Linked DNA regions of Mus musculus: regions 1, 2 and 3 are each linked to region 4. The links are chromatin contacts, called in public HiCAR-type and HiChIP or PLAC-seq maps. All regions are on one chromosome and are shown on one strand. The core of a region is the stretch at or near the end of the contact, and the rest is flanking DNA. Distances in the headings are between cores, read along the strand shown. Region 1 overlaps Sox13 (SRY (sex determining region Y)-box 13). Region 2 has its middle 9.6 kb from the start of Ren1. Region 3 holds the start of Etnk2 (ethanolamine kinase 2). Region 4 has its middle 82 kb from the start of Snrpe.

Region 1 (4,764 bases), core at 1,010-3,509, 140 kb before region 4:
CATTGGCTCCTCCGATGGGCCCAGAGGTGTGATGAAGAGGAGGACCCCCATCTTGGGAATGTATCTACAAGTGCAGTTTCACCCATCACCTGGCCACACCCAAGTCCAAGTACCAAGATAGTTCAGGAAGGCTGGCTGTGCCTGTCCGGATGGGAACAAGGTCTTTCCCCCAGCGGTGACGGGCCGGGCCCAGCGAGCTGGGGATCAGTCTGTGAGTACCACCAGCTCCTCATCACTCTTCTCGTCACCCTCTGAGTCCTCGTCCTCGCTGTACCGGTACATCTCTCCATCGGCCACCGAGTGCCTGTCATCTGTGCCCTCCCCTTCCTCCCGGAGACTGCAGGTATTGATGATGACAGGCATGTTGGGGTCCAGGCCCTGGGGGTCATAGTGCTCCACCAGTGGACGTGCCAGGGGCAAGCCCGCTGCCCGAGGGAACAGGATATCTGAGCTCACCTGTGCCTGGCCAGCCTGCGGGCTGAGAGGCAGAGAAAATTCGCAATTACAGATGTACCCATGTGCCCTCCCAGCCCTTCCAGCCCTCCCTGCAGGCTGGGTAACCGGCATACTCTGGCCCTTGCGTGTGCTTCCTGATGGCCAAATTCACTGCCAGCTATAGCTCGAAAGCTCAGAGTCGAGGGTATGTTGGACGGTGGCACGTGAATATTATTTTGTTTTAGTGTCATTGACCACAGAACTCTACCCTAGTGCCTGTCATGGTCAAATAAGGGGCCTTCCTACGGGATGAATACCTGTGGTGTTCTCAATTTGCCCTGCGTTTGTCAGGCTGCAGGTGCCCCAGTTTAGGTCTTATACCCAACTCCCAGTCACCAGTCTCGCACACAGTCATTATCCATCAGGGGTCACACACAGGCAGATGGCACACAACTCTGCTCCCAGATCCTTGCTGGCTGCTCTGCCTGCCTCACACAAAGACCAGACACACACACAACCCCAGTCTCTCACAGCAGCCACAAGCCGCCTCTGGCCACCAGGGAGGGCCTGCTCACGGGATGGTGTAGCTTTGGCGAGCACCCTGGCGCCGTGTCCTCATCAAGGCCTTGTACTCGCCCACTCGCAGCCGCCGGCCCTCCACGACACAGGTACGCTTAGGCCTTGGCTTGTACTTATAGTCAGGGTATTTCTCCAGGTGCTGCCGGCTCAGACGGGCCTGCTCCTCGTAGTACGGCTGTTTCTCCTGGTTGGTCATGGACTTCCAGCGAGAACCTGATCCAATACCAGGCAAAAACTAAGGGCCAGACTCTCGTGGTACCCCACCAGGTTCCAAGCCCTAGCTAGAAGTCCTGATTGGACCCTGGTCTTCAATTGGGATCAAAAATGATAAGGCATAAGCACTCATCAAGGGCCTGGCCAAGTGTGGATGCTCCCTGGATGCTGGGCCAGGAAGAGATGAGGCTGGCAATGACGGGGAGTCTGTACCATTCTCATGTCAAACAACTCGGCACCCCTGAGAGGTCTCCGCCCCAAAGGCATTCACGAAAGAGCAGCCACTCCAAGCCATCAAGTATCCGATGTGAATCTGGGGTGTAGCTCAGTGGTAGAGCATGGGCCAGGGTAGACATGGGAAAGCCGAAAACAACCCTGGTGTTCCAGACAAGAAACCCGCGCAGTTACTGGAGGGGACTCAGCCATGAAAACACCACCCTTATTCAGACTTGTCGGCCCTGCCCGCTCCTCAGCCTCTGACACAAAGTCTCTATACCAATGGTCCACAATGCTAGTCTCTATTTTCTGCCAAAGCACAGGCCATAAGAGGCACCGGGTGTTTGGAGGTGGTAAAGAATACACAAAATCCCAAGGGGAGGGACAACCAAAAGAGCCCTGCGCTGGTACAAGGTCCTAGGATCCAGCTGCCAAGAACATCTCAACTGCTACACCTGGTAAGATTCTACCAGGATTCAATAAGGCATGAAAACTCCAAACAGACCCAGTCCTACTGAGCTATGTCCCCTGGGCTCAACACCCTGAGCTGCAGAGGACCCACGCCCTGGCCCTTACCAAGGATCTTGCTGATGCTGGAGTTATGCATGTCTGGGAAGGCCTGGAGAATTTTCCTCCGTTCATCCTTGGCCCACACCATGAAGGCATTCATGGGTCTCTTGATGTGGCTGCTGTTCCGAGACTCGGAAAAATGACGGGAGCCTGGAGGATGGGTAGGTAAGAGTCAGGCAGGCAACAGCTTTGGGGCTGGCAGAGATATCCCTTGCATGGCCACCAGGAGGCACTGATGAGGCTCATAGAGAAGTCAGCTCAGGCCTAGCAAGGCAGGAAGTAGAGGATGAGGAGGGAAGCGAAGGCCAGCGGTAAGCAGAGGCCCACCACGGCCAGAGAACAGGCACAGCAAAGATCCAGAGAAGCAGGGCTCCACAGAGTTGTTACAAGATACCAGAAGACGACCCACGGATAGAGACACCAGGGAACAATGGAGACACATGCCAGGAAGGACCCAAGAAAGGAGGGAGGAAGGAATCAGGGACGGACACAGCCCTAGTGGAGTTAAGTGGCGCCCAGCGCCAGAGCTCTCACCATCCATGTCACAGCTCAGCATGGCTTCCTCCAGGGGATGCACACAGCTCTCCTCCAGCCGCTCCTTGGCCGGGGAGGAGTCCAGGCTGATGAGGTCCTGCAGGTGACAGAGACAATGTGGGCATGAGTACTTCCTCTGTCATCCTGTCTTCATCTTCCTGTCCTCTGGGCAGAGGAAGATTGGCCCATACCTTCCGGAATGGGGTATTGGGGGAGTTTTCCAAAGCCCCACTGTGGCTGTGCAGCAGCTGCCGGGCATCCTGGATGGCTTTGGTGACGGCGTCCCCTTCACCGAGGAAGCCTGTTTGGAGAGGGAACAAAGTGAAGGGCAGGGACCCGAGGGCTTTGTCCCAGGAGCAGCCCACATATTTATGCTTCCTGCCACGTCACACCTAAGGGTCTCCTTGTGGCAGTACACTCCCTGCCCATCCCCACACCTCCCTGAGGACTGCCTGCTGCAGGGTGCCAAGGGTCGGGAATGAGGCAACTCTCTCAGATGCGCAGCTCAGTGGCCTGACCCCATGCTGTCTAATCTGATCCTGGAGAACAAAGGCGCCATGGAAGGAGGCGTCCTCAGAGCAAGCCTCATCCCCGGCTTTAAGAAAGCAGAGGCTGGGGTGGAGCTCGGTGATGGGAGTACCTTAGAACTGTTTAAAAACCCCAAACTAGAACGGAGAAAGGGAAGGACCGTGCCCAAGGTGGCGTCTGGCTCAACTGTCTAAGGTGAGACGACTCACTGTCGTCTAAGGTGAGAGCAGATGAAAAGGCTTACCCAGAGGCAGGCTGGGGGGGCTGGATTGCAGGTCCCTTGTGGGAGCCCCATGGCTGGCGGGGCGAGGCCCACAACTGTTCATCTTCAGGCTGGGAGAGCTGGAGGTGTTGGGCAGCTCAGGTACCTTGGGCTTGGCTGTGAGGTTCAGTGGTTGTGGGGGCTCCTGCCGACCCAAAAAGACAGAGAATGAGAAACACCCAAGGAGGACCACCCCATCACAGGACAGACAGGACTCAAGGCGAGTGAGCCAAGAGCAAAGAGGGACATTGGCTCCGCAAGGGAGGGGCTCCCAGGCAGCAAAGGTAGGCAAAGGAGTACCTGCAGGGGGTGGTGGGCGGCCACCCCCGACCTCTTCACCACAGGGGCAGGCGGGCTGTGCAGCAGCTGCAGTGGGTATTCCACTGGGGAAAGAAAAGCGGCAAGGGACAAAGTCCCAGGTGAGCCCAGAATAGCAGGCACCAAGTGACAGGCCCCAGGACCACAGGGCAGAGTGTAGAGCTGGTCCAACCTTTCCTGTTGTTGTCAGGCTAAGGTAGTGCAGGGAACCATCTATCCCTCTTCCCATATGGCCCCTGCAGGCTGATGGCCTTGCCTGCCCTTTCCAACCCACTCTAAAGAGCTCCCCATGCACACACAAGGGACGGCACCCTCGGGTCTTGTCCCTGCTGTGTGTAGGGGGCAAAGCTACTGCGTGTGCTTCCCCTCTAAGATAAAATGTATGGTACGTAAGGGTTACTCAAAGCAACAGCCTCATCTTACAGGTGTATTAGTCAGGGCTCTCTATACAACCTAACAGGTAAGGAAACAGACCTTGTAAATTCAGCGGGCTGTCCACAAACAAATTAAATGGCGGCGGCGGCAGGATTTGAACCCAGGTCTAGACTCCATAACCCATCCCTTGGCCTAGACAGTTCTCTCCCTCCTATCTACTTTACCTCACTGGGCTTAGAATCAAGAAGGAAAGCAGCAGAGATAAGACTGTGTATCAATCACTAGCAGCACAGCAGGTAGTGATAAGGGCTCAGAGGAGGACACTCAGTTTCAGCCAGGGTGGAGTTGGGGTAGTAAGATGGAGGATATTTGAGGATGATGAACTCAGGCTAGCAAGCCTGGTTGGCTCTGTGGCTGGGAGCCTGTACTGTCTCGGTCACGTGGAACAGGGAGGGTAGATTACGAGTTGTTTTCACTGCTACTTATCCTGTGTGGCATTTACAGGCAGCATGTCCGCCCTGTCCCAACTCTGTCTGTGGGCACTGTCACCAGAACTCACTGCGATCCTTCCATCTGTCACCTTCATTCCCATCCCCCGCCGCCAGAGAGAACACACTCCCTGCTCAAGTGTTCCAAGGCACTCCCTTCCAATCCTCCACAGCCTCCTCCCGGATCCCTGTCGCTCTCACACCGCTCACACGCAAGCCCTTCCCGCTGAGCCTCGCACCTCAGTT
Region 2 (5,249 bases), core at 870-3,369, 190 kb before region 4:
AGAAAGAAAAAGAGGAAATGAAAAAAATAAATTAAAAACATTCTCAATTGGCCTTCTGAGCCCTGCACCTGTAGTTAGGAGTCTGGTGCAGCTGGAGAAGCCCTGCCAGGAGCTGATTGTCTGCAAAAGCTGCTCTTAAAGGGGCCAGCAGCTTCTCAAGTTCTACGATAAGGGAACTGATGGCTGTTTCTCCTAGAATAATCTCTGTGACTGTGATTATTGGGTCCAGCAAGTGACAAGGTGCTCCTCTCTTGAAATTACAGCTAGAAAAATTAAGTTTTGTCTGGTTTAAATAAGTAAATGTATGCAGCCATTTCATTTTTTGTTTCTGACTGCCTTTAAAGGGATAAATATGTTCTGCACGTCTTGCTTATAGATTATTGGCTTATAAATTATTGGGTATGATTAAAAATTTGTAACATTGATAACAGAAAGTTGGCTTAAAACTGGCAACTCATTCGTTGAGCCAGGCGGTGGTGGCGCACGCCTTTAATCCCAGCACTTGGGAGGCAGAGGCAGACAGATTTTCTGAGTTCGAGGCCAACCTGGTCTACAAAGTGAATTCCAGGACAGCCAGGGCTACAGAGAAACACTGTCTCAAAAAACCAATACAAAAAACAAAAAACTGGTAACTCTGGGTTGGAGTAATTCAGAACTATAACATGTGGCTTGAACCAACCCATGGAAACAGGTCTTTAAAGATACCCTTAGGGGCTGGTGAAATGGCTCAGTGGGTAAGAGCACTCAGGACTGCTCTTCCGAAGGTCCGAAGTTCAAATCCCAGCAACCACATGGTGGCTCACAACCATCTGTAACATGATCTGACGCCCTCTTCTGGAGTGTCTGAAGACAGCTACAGTGTACTTACATATAATAAATAAATAAATCTTTAAACAAACAAACAAAAAAAGATACCCTTAAATTGGGTAATATTCTATATAATTCTTATCTAGAAACCAGACTTATAAAAGATTGGATTTAGGGCAGTGTCTCTTTGAGACATTGGAGGCTGCTGTACCATCTTGTATTCGTGTGCAGGAACGGGCAGCCAAACTTTGTAGCATGGAGGTGATTCACCTGGTGTTTTTGGAGACTGGTTTGTTGGAGGTTGAGTCTTGCTTTCCAAAGTTCTTGCTTGCTCTGAGCTGCCCTCTCAGAATGACCCAGGGTCGCTAACTGCAGTTCAAAAGTAGAGACACTTAAAAACTTTGTAACATGTAAGTAATGCTTTTAGTATTGATTTTAAAGAGAATGGATTGTTTACACTGTTAAAATTGGGTTTTGCTTTCCAGAATTGTGGTTGTGCTCTGGTATTACAAGAGAAACTTAAAATTATGGTTAAGCTGCCAGTGCTCCATTGGCTGCAGTTTGCAGGTCAAGCACAGGCTCAGGATTCTGACTCGCACATATTTTTAATTAAGAAAAAAATCTGGCAGGTGGAAATTGTTGCAGGGTTTGCGAAAGGCTAATGAAACTACGAAACTTGTAGAGGCATTACAATCTGGCCTGCCTACTCCATATATAATTATTATGGATTTGGAAGATTGGCCTGTATGCTTTTGCATCTTGACGATTGTAAAGGTTGCTTGCATTTAGTGTGTTTGCTTGTAATTTTAAAGAGCCCATGAACCAGTATCATTGGAAAGTTTTGCCTCAAGGAATGGCTAATATCCTTTCATTGTGTTAAAAAAAAAAGTCTCTGCTTCAATTCAAGAAGTTAGGACTTTGAATCTTTCAGTGTATATTCATCATATTTTATTAGCTGATCCCCCTGAAGGAGTTTTACTGCAAACCTTTGCTTTAAAATTTTGGGGAGTAGTTGTTGCTCCAGAAAAGATTCAAAGGCAATGTCTTTTTCAATATTTGGGGCCTCGTTCTTGTCAGAACAACCTAAGACAGGCTCAGCCTTGTTTATAATTAAAAGGGGGGAGATGTGGAGAGCCTTTTGGGGAGCTACTTGGCAGGAATCTGCCATTGGCCAAGGACAAGGAAATGGGCTTCAGGCAGGAATCTGACATTGGCCATGACAAGGAAGTAAGCTTGGCAAGAATCTGACAATGGAGCAAGACAAAGAAGGTCGGGCAGGGACCTGACTTTGGCCAAGGACAAGGAAGTAAGAATCTGGCTTTAGGGTAGAACAAAGAAGTAGGCTCAGATATCATGATCATCCTTAGAAACAGCTATCACTGAGTGATCATGGGGCTTTGTGTTTATTGCCTTGCTTGTTCCTTGACTATTGTCTTGCTTGATTCCTCTTTGTACTACTCTCCCTTAATACTTGCATGTAATTAAAATGGTATAAAAAGCAGATTGGGAAAATTAAATTGCCTTCAGTCTCAGATTTGACTAGGGTCACACGGCAGCATTTTCTAATTGTCTCTTTCTTTTCAATCCTCCCTCCTGCGCTGGAGAACCTGTTGGCTGACTAAGCTGGGCTTGGTCAATGGATGAAGCTTGGTCCCCAAACAGGAGGACTGGCTGAAAATTCCATGTGAAGCTCTTAGGCTTCCTGAGTGTAGTACTCTGCTTACCCCCAGCCTCCACACCAGTCAGTCCTGCTAGCTAGGTGAAGGAAGAGGGGAATAGCCCTATCCAGGCAGAGATGAATGGCTGTGGAGAGGGACTGTGTGGATTCTTAGGTGAGGCCTTTTCTTTCTCTGTTCCAGGAAGCCAAGCAGGCAGCAAGGTTTATATTCCAGGACAGGAGATGACAAAACCCAGGGTAAAGATCTTCCAATATTAGAGAGTGCTCCAGAGAATGCTGTATAGATCCTACAGTGGACATCCCCAACCCCCACCCCCAGAGTATTGCTAGGGCAGTTTCCAGACCCTTCTACCTAGTTCTTAACCCTGAGTAGAGCAGTAAGGTAGCATGGGAGACCCAAAAAAGCCCAAGAAGACCAAAGCAAACAGAAAATAGAGGTCAGAAAGTGTAGAGGAATATGTGTGTGTGTGTGTGTGTGTGTGTGTGTGTGTGAGAGAGAGAGAGAGAGAGAGACAGACAGACAGAGACAGAGAGAGACAGAGAGAGAGAGAGAGAGAGAGAGAGAGAGACTCTGCATAACCTTGGCTTTCCTGGAACTCACTTTGTAGACCAGGCTGGCCTTGAACTCAGAGATCCACCTGCCTCTACCTCCTGAGTACTGGGATTAAAGATGTGTGCCACCACTGCCCACTGGACATTTTTAATGTATAGCTAAAACATGAACTTTACCATGATAACTATTGGTGAGTGGGCAGCTCAGTAGTATTAAGAATATTTCCATTTTTGTGCACTGAACCTTTTCATCTCAAAGATAGTATTTAAAAATCATTCTATAATTAATATCTTACTGAGGAGAGATAAAAGAGAAATTTACATCTACAAAAATATAGAAGATGCACTAAAAATAGAAAGACGCAGATCAAAAAGTTGGGAAGCTTAGCACATAACAGCAAAACTACAAAAAAATAAAGTAAGTTGAAACATACAGTTAAGGAATGCTAGGCAGATGAACAAAAAAGAAACCAGGAGATAAAATATAAAAATCTTAGAAAAGTAGAAGTTGCGAAACCCTCAGTTCTGGGACGAGAAAGGACAAGGAAAGACACAAGGACACCAGGACACTTCCGGAAGAGAAGCTTGTGCATCACCCAGGTCATGGCCGTGCGAGGTTCTGGATCTGCTCGCCTCCTTCAGGATCAGACCTGTGGGACCAAATGGAGAGGGCTTTGGAGCATCTGGGCAGAGTTTACAGGATCAAGGAAAACCCTAAGGGAGCATTCGTGATGGATTTACCACAGAGATAACAGTAATACACAGAAACAAACAAACAAACACACTTTTATCAGAATAGTGGTATACACCTTTAATTCAAACATCCAGGAAGCAGAAGAAGACAGATCTCTGTGAGTTCCAGGCCATTCTGCTTGCTATAGTGAGTTCTAGCATAGCCAGGAATACATAGGGAGACTGTCTCAACAAACAAACAACAAAAACAAAACAAACAAACACAAAAGGGTTTGTCTTATCAAAACCTGGAGGGTGGGATAATGAAAGAAAACCTCTTCTACTGTGAGAGGTCAATTAAAAATCCTGAAAATTGAAGCTGAGAAGAGCAGGATGCACACAATAATGTTCAGGAGTGCAGATGCTCCATGATCAACTGGAGCAGAATAGCCAGGGAGGAGTGCGTCTTGGGGCAGCAGTGGTCCCTGGGGAGCAGGGCTGGGAGTATATGTGGGAAGCCATGTGGGAGTATATGTGCCGTTGCAGAGTGGCACTGACTACTGCTGGCCACCACGCATAAGTTTGGACAAACAACCAATGTGTACATATGCAGTAAAGTTTTTTGTTTTGTTTTTTTTGTTTTGTTTTGTTTTGTGTTTTTTGTTTTTCAAGACAGGGTTTCTCTGTGTAGCCCTGGCTGTTCTGGAACTCACTTTGTAGACCAGGCTGGCCTCGAGCTCAGAGATCTGTCTGCCTCTGCCTCCCAAGTGCTGATGCTGCAACAGGATCCTTCTGCATACGTTTATTGGGAGAGCTTGATTGCAGAGGTGAAGAGACTCCGAGCCCAGAACTGGTGCTGCTTATATAGGCCTAGGAGAGGCGTGTCTCACACCCGGATTGGTTATGCACTAAGCCTCATTTGCATGTTCCTCATCTGATTGGCTACTCTCTCTCTCTGTACCTCACAGAGCCTCATTATCATACCTCATTTGCATGTCTCACATCTGATTGGTTATACTCCCAAAGCCTCATTATCATGCCCAGGCCAGGCAGTGTCTTTGCAAAAAACTTAACTGCATATGTACACATTGGTTGTTTGTCCAAACTTAGGCATGGTGGCCAGCAGTAATCAGTGCCACTCTGCAATGGCACATGTGGCTTCCCACAAGTATAGACAAGACTGGAAAGTGCTGGATTTTATCATAAATGCTTTCTTAAAGATTTTATTTATTTAATGTATATGAGTACACTGTAGCTGTCATTCAGACACACCAGAATCTGTTACAGATGGTTGCGAGCCACCATGTGGTGCTGGGAATTGAACTTAGGACCTCTGGAAGAGCAGTCAGTGCTCTTAACTGCCAAGCCATTTCTCCAGCCCTCACAAATGCTTTAAAACACACACACACACACACACACACACACACACACACACACACACAAAACTTTTTATTGATTCTTTGTGAGTTTCACATCACACACCCCAGTCCCGATCATCTCCCCATCTCCTCATAACCACCCTTCACACTTACAACCTCAT
Region 3 (5,023 bases), core at 2,243-4,742, 160 kb before region 4:
AGTTCTATACAGAGTTTGATCGGCATAACAATCGCATTGGATTCGCCTTGGCCCGCTAAGGCCCTCTGCCACCCAGTAACCCTAGGCCAAGCCAAGCTGGCAGTCCTGGGGGCCATTTTGTCTGGCTTTGTCCCCAACATAGGGACACTGGACACAGAGACCCTAACGAGTGTTTGCCCCTTCACCTGCACTCACCCTTCCCTGCTTTAAGGAAAAATCGAATAAAGATTTCATGTTTAAAGCCTGTTTCGGATGGGTTCTTTGGAGTTTGGAGGAGGTACACCTGCATGGTCACACGTAGAGAAGACTATGACATGTGAGGCCAGAGATGGAGGTTTGTTAGTAAAGTGCTTGCTTTTCAAGTGTGAGAACCTGAGTTTGATTCCAGGAACCCACACTAAAACCAACAAACAAACAAACAGGGCTGGAGAGATGGCTCAGTAGTTAATAGCACTGAGTGTTCTTCCAGATGTCCTTGCGTTCAATTCCCAGCAACCACGTGGTGGCTCACAACCATGTGTATGGGGTCTGATGCCCTCTTCTGGCATGTCTAAGAGAGTGATAATGTACTCATAATTAATTAATTAATTAATTAATTAATTAATTAAAAAAAAAGCCAGATGGCGAGTGTTTCAATCCAGGATGTTGAGACATGTAGAGACAAGCAGATCCCTGGAGTTTGATACCATAGGAATGACCATTGAAGTTGTCCTTTAGCCTACACACACACACACACACACACACACACACACAGAGAGAGAGAGAGAGAGAGAGAGAGAGAGAGAGAGAGAGACAAAAAACACACAGATGGACATTCAGACAAAGAGACAGAGATGGACAGAGAGACAGTGAGAAATAGATTAGAGGAAGAATGTGACAAAATAGACACCGCCTCCACACACAAATGTTTCTGTGTGTAAGGTTGGTAGCTTCTGTCTACTGTCAACCAGATTCACATAAATTTTTTTCGTACCACTCTGGGGGAAAAGCCTTAGGGCTATGGCAGGTGAGTATATTCACTAGTTTAATGTCAACGCGACACAAACTAAAGTCATCTGAGAGGAGGGCACCTCAGGTATGAAAATGCCTCCAGAAGATGGAGCTGCAGTCAAGCCTAGAGACCATTTCCCTAATTAATGATTGATAAGCCAATTGTGCGTGGTGACGGACCAGGTTCTGTAAGAAAGCAGGCTGAACAAGCCACAAGGAGCAAGCCAGTAAGCAGCACCCCTCCACGGCCTCTACATTAGCTCCTGCCTACAGGTTCCTGTCCTACTGCTTGAGTTCCTGTCTTGACTTCCTTTGATGATGAACTGTGGTGTGGAAGTATAAGTCAAATAGACCCTTTCCTCCCCAAGGTGTTTGATCGTGGTGTTTCATCCCAGGCCCCGTGCTGCTGAACAACCCAACCCTATATGGAATTCCCTGGAAAACCTCTGTCAGCATGCTCTGCACACTCCGTGCCCCTGCCCCATGTGACCATCTACAGAGGCAATCTAAGTCGTCACTGTGCAAGAACATGGAATGTCAGACATCCAATAATCCTACCTCACACACATAGAAAAACACATAAAAAGGCTAATTTGCCCAAGATCACTCGGTGAAGAATCAAGCGGAGAAGGAACCTGAAAAACTATCCGAGAGAATCCAACCCAAATGACACAGCCCCTGGGGGCGGGGCTCTCACCTCAGTCCCACATGCGCAGTGCTGGCACAGGGACAGAGCTCCAAACACCTTGCTTTGGGTCAGGTGCACACACGGGCTGTCTTCCACCTCCAGGCCTAAGCTCCACAGGTTTTGTTCAGCCTGCTTTCTTACAGAACCCAGGACCACCAGCCCAGGGGAGGCACCACCCACAATGGGCTGGTAGAGGACTCTTTTTCCACTCACCCCTCAGACTGCCCATGAAGAGTGTATAGCTTAGGGGATAAGAAAGCAGGCATCAACCTGTATTCCCTCATCCCTCTTTGACCCCTCCTCCCCCAAAAGCAAGGTACTGAGTGTCCCAACCAAGCGCTTGGTATCTGTAGGATTTCACTCTCCTAAGGTTAAGGACCCAGGGCTTCTCTGAGGTGATATTTGTATAGCGGGAGCTGCTTTCAGGGTGCTGGCACAGAGCTGAGAAAGCGAGTCTGGACTCCCACTGATTGTGTTCCCTTGTGCCGCAAGGTTTGCTTTGCCTATTGCAAAAGAAAGAGCTGGAGGCAATGTCCTTTCCAGTTCTGGCATCCTGGGACATCATGACCTCAAGTAGGTGGTCCCTCCCTACCATCTGCTACAATGTCCAGTACAGTGGCTGCATGCTGTTGTTTGTATGCGTATAAAGATTAAAGTTACACAAAATGTCACACTGGCCACATTTCAAGGGCTGAGTAGCCACGTGAGGCTAGTGGCCCCTGCAAGAGGCACCAGCACAGAAACTGGACCAGAAGACCTGGGTGCAAAGCAGCAAGAACCAAAAGGCCTCGTGGTGGAGATGTTCCTGAGTAGGTCGGAGGGACAACCTTGGGGACACAGAAACACATCTATTTTGTAGGCATTTTTCAAGTAGGGCAGTATGAGGTGATAAGAAATGAGGTCCCAAGGCAAGCCCAGGTCTCTCTATGCTAGAGAGCTGGCAGCTAACTGGTCTCACTCTGGAAGTGACCAGGGGAATATATGACTAAGGGACGGGCTTTCCAAGGGCTGGCCTGGCCTCTTTCCATGTGTCTTCTCTGTACAGTAAGTCTGCCAGGGGACTTATCCCTTCCCCTTGTCATGCTACATACACATAGATCCCTAGGTTGTACTATGGCCTTTGATCACCTCTTTGCTCAACAAAACACTGAGCTCCGGGCACCTGTGCGACCACTATCTATGCCCAGTCAGCCTTGCAGGACAGGGAGGAAGGCTTAAGGATTATTTAGTGAGCCAAACTCAGTCTTGCTCAAAGTCCTGGCTTACAATGTGCTTGTACACTCATAAAAGTACCCTGGAACATTCTATCAGAGTCCAGTCTGCCTATGGGACACTCACCCTGAACCATCACCATGCTGTTCTCCATCGAAGGTGTGTGTGTGTGTGTGTGTGTGTGTGTGTGGTGCTGAATGATGCCTAGAAGGCCTTAGAAACGCAGCCCAACCTTTCCCAAGAGATTTAATGGCAAGCCGAAGCCCACACTATAGGAGCATCCGATCTCCACGTTCCAGGATGAGGTTGGGACAAAGACAAGCTCTTCCCTCCTTAGCCCCAGCCCCTTACCCTAGACTACCCGGAAAAGAGCTCTTTAGCTGTGGGCTCCAGTGGGAAACTGGTCAACCAGTACTAGGATACTGGAGCAGGGATCTGGGGCGGGGCCTGGGGAGGCTCCGCCCTTTGCGTCATTAAGGCGGGGCATCCCCCACCCAGAGCTCCAGGTAGCGGTGGAGCCAGCAACGGGAGATGGCGGGCTGCACTCGCCCGGAGGCGGGGGCGGGGCGGGCAAGGGGCGTTACTGCGACCCATGATGTCACTGTCGCGGCGGACCTTGGCGATTCCCGGCCAGCTGTGTTGCTCGGTTGCATCGCCGGAGATTGGAACAGGCAGCTCGCTCATGAGTCATGGACTTCCCCTGGCCCCTCCTCGACCACTCCCACTCTCTCTCAGGGCCCCCCCGTAGGGGCTAACGCGGGCGCGGCGGCTCCGAGGGGGTGGGGCTGCTGGGAATGGCTGTGCCCCCTTCAGCTCCAGTGCCGTGCTCGCCCTTTTACCTGCGGAGGCAGGAGCCTTGCCCGCAGTGCTCATGGAGCATGGAGGAGAAGGCGGTGGCCAGCGCCGGCTGCTGGGAGCCTCCAGGGCCCCCGAGGGCCGCCGTCCCATGCTTCAGCGTCACGGTGGAACAGGACGACATCCTCCCCGGTGCCCTGCGCCTCATTCGGGAGCTGCGGCCGCACTGGAAGCCCGAACAAGTTCGGACCAAGGTAGCCGAGAGGGCGTGAGGCCGGGGATGGGGCGCTGCCGGGCTGCAGAGGGGCTGCGTGGACGCCCGTCAGTGCATCCTCCAAGTGCGGGTTCCAGGGTTTTGCGGCTGTTGCGCAGGAGATGTTTTGGACCGTGGTTTGAATATGTGTGTAACTCTCCATTTCTCTTTGATCCCTATGCAAAGCTGGGCTCACGCTTCCCTGGACCCTCCCCATTCGCCTGCTCCTGCCGCCGGAGGTCCACCTGCCCACTGTCAGCGTGCTGCGCGTGCAGCCCCACCCCCTGTCGCTGCGTGCTTGTCCCCTAGTTGCTCAGAAGTGCTACCCAGCCACTCTGACAACCCGAGGAAGCACGAACTTTTAAGGAAACCTCCCCCTACACCCATGCTGTTCCTTCGCCCTAACTTGAGATCCAAGCCTCGGGGATCTGAGCATTCCTTGTGGCCCCAGGAGCCAGCCCTGTGCAATTCAGAATTCCAGCTAAGCCCTGAGACCTTCTTCACGTGGCCTCAGGCTAGCTCTGAGCAACGCCCCTTTTGACCCCCACTCCATTTTCTTCCCACCTCAGCTGAATACTTTGTCCCACACACACACCTGTGGGCAGAACTGCCCACTGCGAGCCCCTAGCTTACTCCCTCCCTCGCTGTCCTGCATTCTCTTAAAAACCTACCCAGCCCTACACCCCTGACAGCCTGCTTTGGAGGGTTCGGGCCCCATGTCATTGGCCTTCTGAGTATGGAAGGGGCAGCTCTAAGGAGAATCTGGGCTGAATGTGGTAACATTTTCAGAAGACCTGGTCAGGAACAGACAGTGAAGGCATCAAGCCATATTTGAGATTAAACCCAGCACTGCATACCAGATGCTAATCTGGACCCCCACTAGGCCTGTCGTCTCACCTAGAAGGGGTGGGTCCCCTGAAGTCCCATCCAGCTCTGCCCCATAGCGCCCATAAACCTTTAGTTCAGGGTTCCTCCCTCCTTATCACCCTGCCCAGAGAGTCTGGGCTCCCACTCATATTGTCTCCTGTTCCTCCTGGTGTGGAATTCAGAGATTCAAGGACCTCTGGCCACCAAAGCCCTGGGAA
Region 4 (5,464 bases), core at 1,101-3,600:
GGATTATAGATGGATCTTTTGTAAGAGCAACAAGTGCTCTTAACTTCTGAGCCATCCCTCCAGCACCATAAATCAATACTTTTAACAAATGCACTGGCGGGCGGGGTGGGGCATTAGGTTTGGAGGCCGCATCAAGCAGACATTTCCTATGGCTTTCAGATGTTATCAGTTAGCATCTTAGCTTTAGGGTCATTAGAGGCTAGTGGTCTGCTTTTCATCAGACCATACCAAACATTAACTAAGCTTAACAATACATTCCAAGAGGTTTACCTAATGGTCATGAGAATGTTAGGCCAGATGCAAAGGCTAGAGGTAAACAGAATGAGGAAAAAAAAAAAAAAAAGGAAATGGGAGGGGGCTGTAGGGATGACCCAGGAGGAGGAGTGCATTTGCTGTTCCAGCATGGGGAAACTGAGTTTGCATCCCTAGCACCCAGGTAGAAGCTGGATCTGGAGGCATGAGCCTGGAATCCCAGGGCAGAGATGATGTGATTCCACGTTGACCTTGCAACCCAACATCATCGTCTATACAGTTCATGCTTGAGAACTGCACAATTGAGTTACAAACCAAACCAATAAATCACACTAAGGTCTCCTACTTTAAGAAGGCTTATCATGTGTGTTGGACACATTCACAGTTGGCCTGGCTTGCAGGAGCCCTATGGGTGTGGGTTGGACATACTTGGTAGAAGGGAAAGGTATGGATTTGTATATAACTTTCTTAAGGGGAACACCTTGAGACCTGGCAGCAGTGGCACATACTTTTCAACTCGGCACTCAGGAGGCAGAGGCAGGTGAATCTCTGAGTTCAAGACCCGCCTGGTCTACAGAGTGAGTTCCAGGACAGACAGACAGTCTGGCTGCAACTGTAGGCTCTATCTTTGATGAGAGACCTTGATTCAAAAATAAATAAGTAGAAAGGCTGGGAGGGCTAGAAGACACTGGGCATTAATCTCTGTCCTCTGAGCACATGTGCAAACATGGGTGAGCGAATCTTGCACACATGCATCATAGACATATAATTTCATAATTTTTTCAAAGATTAAAAAAAAAGCAAACCACTATTTTTTTTTGATGGGTCTAAGAGAGTCTAAGATGATTTGCGCTCTGGGTACTCACCATTGCTTATTTCCAGGCTCTGTAAGCTGAGGTCAGACTGGCCCATTTGGGACACCATCAGCTTCTGATTATTGGTATGCTGTTTATTTCTTTGCTCAGAGATTGAATCTAAGTTTCTTGGCTTAAGGTAAATTGGTCTAATAATTCTGCTCTCTGAGAAGCCATGATTTGTTCCAGAACCTTCAGGCCTCAGCTAACCAGCTGTCTGAAAATGTTAATATTCTTGGCCCAGTGAGGCCCAGCTCACAGCTACAAAACTGAAGAACAATGCTTTATTCTTTCAAAAGCCATTTGGACCAAAGGTTCTCAAAACTAGCTGAATGTCAACTTCAGAATGGTCTTCCTCCATCTTTTCCTTCCCTTCCCTTCCCTTCCCTTCCCTTCCCTTCCCTTCCCTTCCCTTCCCTTCCCTTCCCTTCCCTTCCCTTCCCTTCCCTTCCCTTCCCCCTTCCCTTCCCTCCCCCTCTCCCTTCCCTTCCCCTCTTCCTTCCCTTCCCCTCTCCCTTCCCTTCCCTTCCCTTCCCTTCCCTCCCCTCCCCTTCCCCTTCCCCTTCCCCTTCCCCTTCCCCTTCCCCTTCCCCTTCCCTTCCCTCCCTCCCCCCTCTTTCTCACTCTCTAAGGTATCTCTGTGTAGCCCTGGCTGTCCTGGAACTTCCTCAGTAGACCAGGCAGGCTGGCCTTGAACTCAGAGATTCACCTGCCTCTGCTTCCTGAGTGCTGAGTTGAAAGGCATGTGCCACCGCTGCCAGGTCTCAAGGTATCCTCTTAAGACAAAGCTGTATTCAAATCCATACCTTCCCCCTCTACCATGTATGTCCAACCCACAACCCATAGGTCTCCTGTAAACATGAACTGTGAATGTGCCCAACACACATGAGAAGCCTACTTAAAAGTAGGAGATGTTAGTGTGATTTATTGATTTATTTTGTAACTCGATTGTGCAATTCTCAAGTATGAATTTTATAGATAATGACGTAGGCTGGTGAAGGCAAAGGCTGGCCACCTGCTGGGTGGAAACTTCCTTTAGAGTGGCTCCCACTGGAGGCCTGGATCTTTGCTTTGTGCAGCTCAGGCTCTGGAACTTAACGTGACCTGGATCCTGGGAGCTCTGCCACCCAAGAAGGACAGAACACACTAGAAATGTTTTTTGGGTCCCCTGGGAGTCACAGTGGCTGTCTGGCGGAGGCAGTCCAGCTGTGGAGGGTGTTCAGGTTTCTCTTTTGTCTCTGTTCTTTTGTTCTGTGAGGCTAGTGATGGAGCAGAGCCCACTTATAGGGTGTAGTGTGGGCTGAGTCCCTGAGCCTACTTTTGTCCTTCCTTTATTCTTATCACTGCTAATGATGAGGAACAGCAGCCACCAGTCAGGACACTCCCAGGCTGTCATCCATGCATTCTAGAGCCAATAGCACTGTGTGGATATAAGAGCCTCTGACGGCTCACTGTTCTGGACGATCTAAGCTGGGTGTGGCAGTGTATATTTGCAATCCTACTTGGAAAGCTGAGCAGCTCTAACTACAAAGTTCAAGGCCATCCTGAACTCACCGAGAGGCTCTAACTCATAAAAAGAAAAAGAAAGGAAGGAAAGAAGAAAGAAGAGAAAAAGTAAAATTTAAAATTTCTTAAGGATTTCAAAGGACTTGGTGGTTGACACTTTAACTGTTGTTTCTAAAAAGTAGACAGTTACAAAGTCATTTCCTTTAAGAACTTTTAAGAAAGGCAAGTTAAAATCTACAGCCCTGCTGGATGTAAAGCATCCTATACCTTTGCTCCCAGGACTAGGAGACAGAGGCAGGCAGATATATTGAGTTCAAGGTCAGCCAGGATTTCAGAGTGAGACCCTTTCTGGAAAAAAACAAGTAGTATCTTAAGAGTGTGTATGTTAGTTGTGTTCCTTATGTTCTGTTATTTAGCAGTGTGTGTAAAATGTCCAGATTTGTCCAGATAGCCTTCTGTCATTGACTGCTGATTCCATCGATCGATTGTACTTTGCGTAATTTATTTGGATGCATTGCTGCGAATTAAACCCAGGCTCTCATACGTGCTGGGCAAGCACTCTACTGCTGAGCTGTATCAACATGATACAGCTGTGATTGACACAGGGTCTAAGTAAGTTTCCCAGGCTGGCCTTGAGACAGAGAGCTTCTTACCTTCATCTCTGAAGAGGCCACGCAGCCAGCTCTCGTAGAACTTGAGTTGAGATGGTCTTGTGAACTTGGAGAATGGTTGTTCATTTGAAAATGAATGCGGCTGGGCTGGGGCAGTGTTTCCTTTGTTTATAAAGTTCAACTCTGCCTCCTTGTTGATCCTGCCTAGCTGTTCTATTGAGTGTGAAGTATTGAAGGCTCAAGTTGTGATTATTGAGTCACCTTATGGCTTCCTTCAATTCTGTCCATTTGAGGCTCAATTGTTCAGTACAAAAATGCTTATGATTAGCTACATATGCAGCAGAGGATGGCCTTGTCGGTCATCAGTGGGAAGAGAGGCCCTTGGTCCTGTGAAGGCTCTATGCCCCAGTATAGAGAAGTGCCAGGGCCAGGAAGCAGGAGTGGGTGGGTTGGGGAGCAGGGCGAGGGGGAAGGGATAGGGGGTTTTCAGAGGGGAAACCAGGAAAGGGGAAAACATTTGAAATGTAAATAAAGGAAATAGCTAATAAAAAAAAGAGGAAAAAATGTTTATGATTGCTCTCTCTCTACCAGATGAGCAAGATGCCCAAAGGAAAGAAAGCCAAGGGGAAGAAGGTGGCTCTGGCCCCTGCCACCATCAAGAAACAGGAGGCCAAAAAGGTGAAAAGGTGGTCAATCCTTTGTTTGAGAAAAGGCCCAAGAACTTCAGCATTGGGCAGGACATCTAGCCCAAAAGAGATCTAACACGCTTTGTCAAATGGCCCTGCTACATCAGGCTGCAATGGTAAAGAGCCATCCTCTATAAGTGGCTCAAAGTACCTCCTGCTATTAACCAGTTCACCCAGTCCCTGGACAGGCAAACAGCTTGCCCACAAGTACAGGCCAGAGACAATGCAGCAGAAGAAGCAAAGGCTACTGGCCTGTGCTGAGAAGAAAGCTGCTGGCAAAGGCGACGTCCCAACTAAGAGACTACCTGTCCTCTGAGCAGGGGTCAATACAGTCACCACCTAGGTGGAGAACAAGAAGACTCAGCTGGTGGTGACTGCCCATGACGTAGACCCCATTGAGTGGTGGTTTTCCTGCCTGCCCTGTGTCGAAAGATGGGGGGTGCGCGGATTGCATCATCAAGTGAAAGGCCAGGCTGGAGTGCCTGATCCACAGGAAGACGTGTACCACTGTTGCCTTCACACAGGTTAACTCGGAAGACAAGGGTGGTCTGGCTAAGCTGATGGAAGCTATTAGGACCAATTATAATGACAGATATGTCGAGATCTGTGGCCACTGGGGAGGCTACGTCCTGGGTCCTAGATCTGTGACTTGCATTGCCAAGCTGGAAAAGGTGAAGGCTAAAGAACTCACCACTAAATGGGTTAAATGTATACTAAGTTTTCTGTACATAAATATAACTACAAAAATTTTTTAAAGTTTATGATTGTTATGAGTTACTGATTGAGACACACACACTCACACTCACCCTCTATCCTTGAGACAGAACCTTGCTGCAATTACCAATGCCTTTAGACCTACAATCTTCCTGCTTTGCCCTCTGGTGTTCTGTGGTAGCAGGCTCGCCCCTCTTGCTTGCCTCCTGTTAGAGAATGCTCTCTTTTACCCTGAGGAGCAGTTGTTTGTCTCCTCTCAGTTTCTACACCACTCTGGCTGTTCTCAGTTATGTAAGTATTGTTTTTTTTGTTGTTGTTTTGTTTTGTTTTCATCCTTTCAGTTTTAACCTCTGTGTCCTTCAATCTGAAACATGTCTCTTTTACACAACATATGGTTGGGTCATGTTTTCTATCTCTTGTGTCAATATTTGCAGTTTCTTTATCTTTTCATGGTGCTGAAGTACATAAGACATAGCTTAGCAACTTGGGACTCCAGTTGGCTCAGTGTATACTCACATCCCTCTTCTACCAATGTACCTGGCAACCTAGCACCCCATCTGCATTCCCTGTGGACACACCCCTCTCCCAACAATGCTCAGAGCAACCTAGCTCCCTGATCTGCATTGAACTGGACATAACCCCAGATCCCAACAATGGGATAAGTTCTTCTTCTAGCAGTGATCAATAACTCCTCCCTTTGTGTTCAGCTTCTTTGTAATGTGCAGGGGCAGATAAAGTAACCACAGGGTCTTTATGGGGATGGGGATGGGGATGGGGATGGCAGAGTGGGGGTGGGGGTGGGGAGGGGATGTATGTCAGTCAGTATTACATGTAAATACCT

Evidence for each region. HiCAR-type assays count read pairs that join an accessible place to other places. HiChIP or PLAC-seq counts read pairs in DNA pulled down with a chosen protein or histone mark.
Region 1: a contact with region 4 is called in an H3K27ac HiChIP or PLAC-seq map of embryonic stem cells, with 4 times the contacts expected there. The contact joins two enhancer-like sites. A contact is called at or near these places in 2 of 15 datasets of contacts at CTCF or cohesin (both in embryonic stem cells), 15 of 484 Hi-C or Micro-C datasets (colorectal tumor organoids, embryonic stem cells, stem cell-derived neural progenitor cells and 1 more), 8 of 115 datasets of contacts at active chromatin or transcription factors (the HPC-7 cell line, embryonic stem cells and fibro-adipogenic progenitors) and 3 of 9 other capture datasets (adipose tissue, embryonic stem cells and liver).
Region 2: an H3K27ac HiChIP or PLAC-seq map of embryonic stem cells shows a contact between it and region 4, with 6 read pairs. The contact joins two enhancer-like sites. A contact is called at or near these places in 3 of 39 promoter capture datasets (cranial neural crest, embryonic stem cells and liver), 2 of 115 datasets of contacts at active chromatin or transcription factors (both in embryonic stem cells) and 1 of 9 other capture datasets (adipose tissue).
Region 3: a HiCAR-type map of embryonic stem cells shows a contact between it and region 4, with 4 times the contacts expected there. The contact joins the promoter of Etnk2 here to the enhancer-like site in region 4. A contact is called at or near these places in 4 of 39 promoter capture datasets (cranial neural crest, embryonic stem cells and liver), 2 of 484 Hi-C or Micro-C datasets (embryonic stem cells and nephron progenitors) and 7 of 115 datasets of contacts at active chromatin or transcription factors (embryonic stem cells and pancreatic cancer cells).

The regions. Positions count from the first base shown.
Region 1 is chr1:133,383,447-133,388,210 of GRCm38.p6, forward strand. Sox13 (SRY (sex determining region Y)-box 13) reads right to left here. Exons shown (of 14, transcript NM_011439.2): 8 at 3,638-3,720; 9 at 3,320-3,482; 10 at 2,739-2,848; 11 at 2,548-2,644; 12 at 2,020-2,163; 13 at 1,011-1,227; 14 at 1-478. The coding sequence ends at 205. Among named protein-coding and RNA genes, the nearest start is that of Etnk2, 22 kb to the left of the region's middle. Within about 2 kb of position 2,260, at least 63 of the 459 cell types and tissues checked have an H3K27ac peak or open chromatin away from gene starts, as enhancers often do. A contact at or near this core is called in embryonic stem cells, where this site is marked.
Region 2 is chr1:133,338,447-133,343,695 of GRCm38.p6, forward strand. No RefSeq gene overlaps it. Among named protein-coding and RNA genes, the nearest start is that of Ren1, 9.6 kb to the right of the region's middle. Within about 2 kb of position 2,120, at least 5 of the 459 cell types and tissues checked have an H3K27ac peak or open chromatin away from gene starts, as enhancers often do. A contact at or near this core is called in embryonic stem cells, where this site is marked.
Region 3 is chr1:133,360,080-133,365,102 of GRCm38.p6, forward strand. It overlaps Etnk2 (ethanolamine kinase 2), which reads left to right and starts at 3,493. Exons shown (of 8, transcript NM_175443.5): 1 at 3,493-3,939. The coding sequence starts at 3,685. Ren1 (renin 1 structural) reads left to right here. Exons shown (of 9, transcript NM_031192.3): 9 at 1-241. The coding sequence ends at 59.
Region 4 is chr1:133,525,656-133,531,119 of GRCm38.p6, forward strand. It overlaps the pseudogene Gm8596. Among named protein-coding and RNA genes, the nearest start is that of Snrpe, 82 kb to the right of the region's middle. Within about 2 kb of position 2,351, at least 16 of the 459 cell types and tissues checked have an H3K27ac peak or open chromatin away from gene starts, as enhancers often do. A contact at or near this core is called in embryonic stem cells and pancreatic cancer cells, where this site is marked.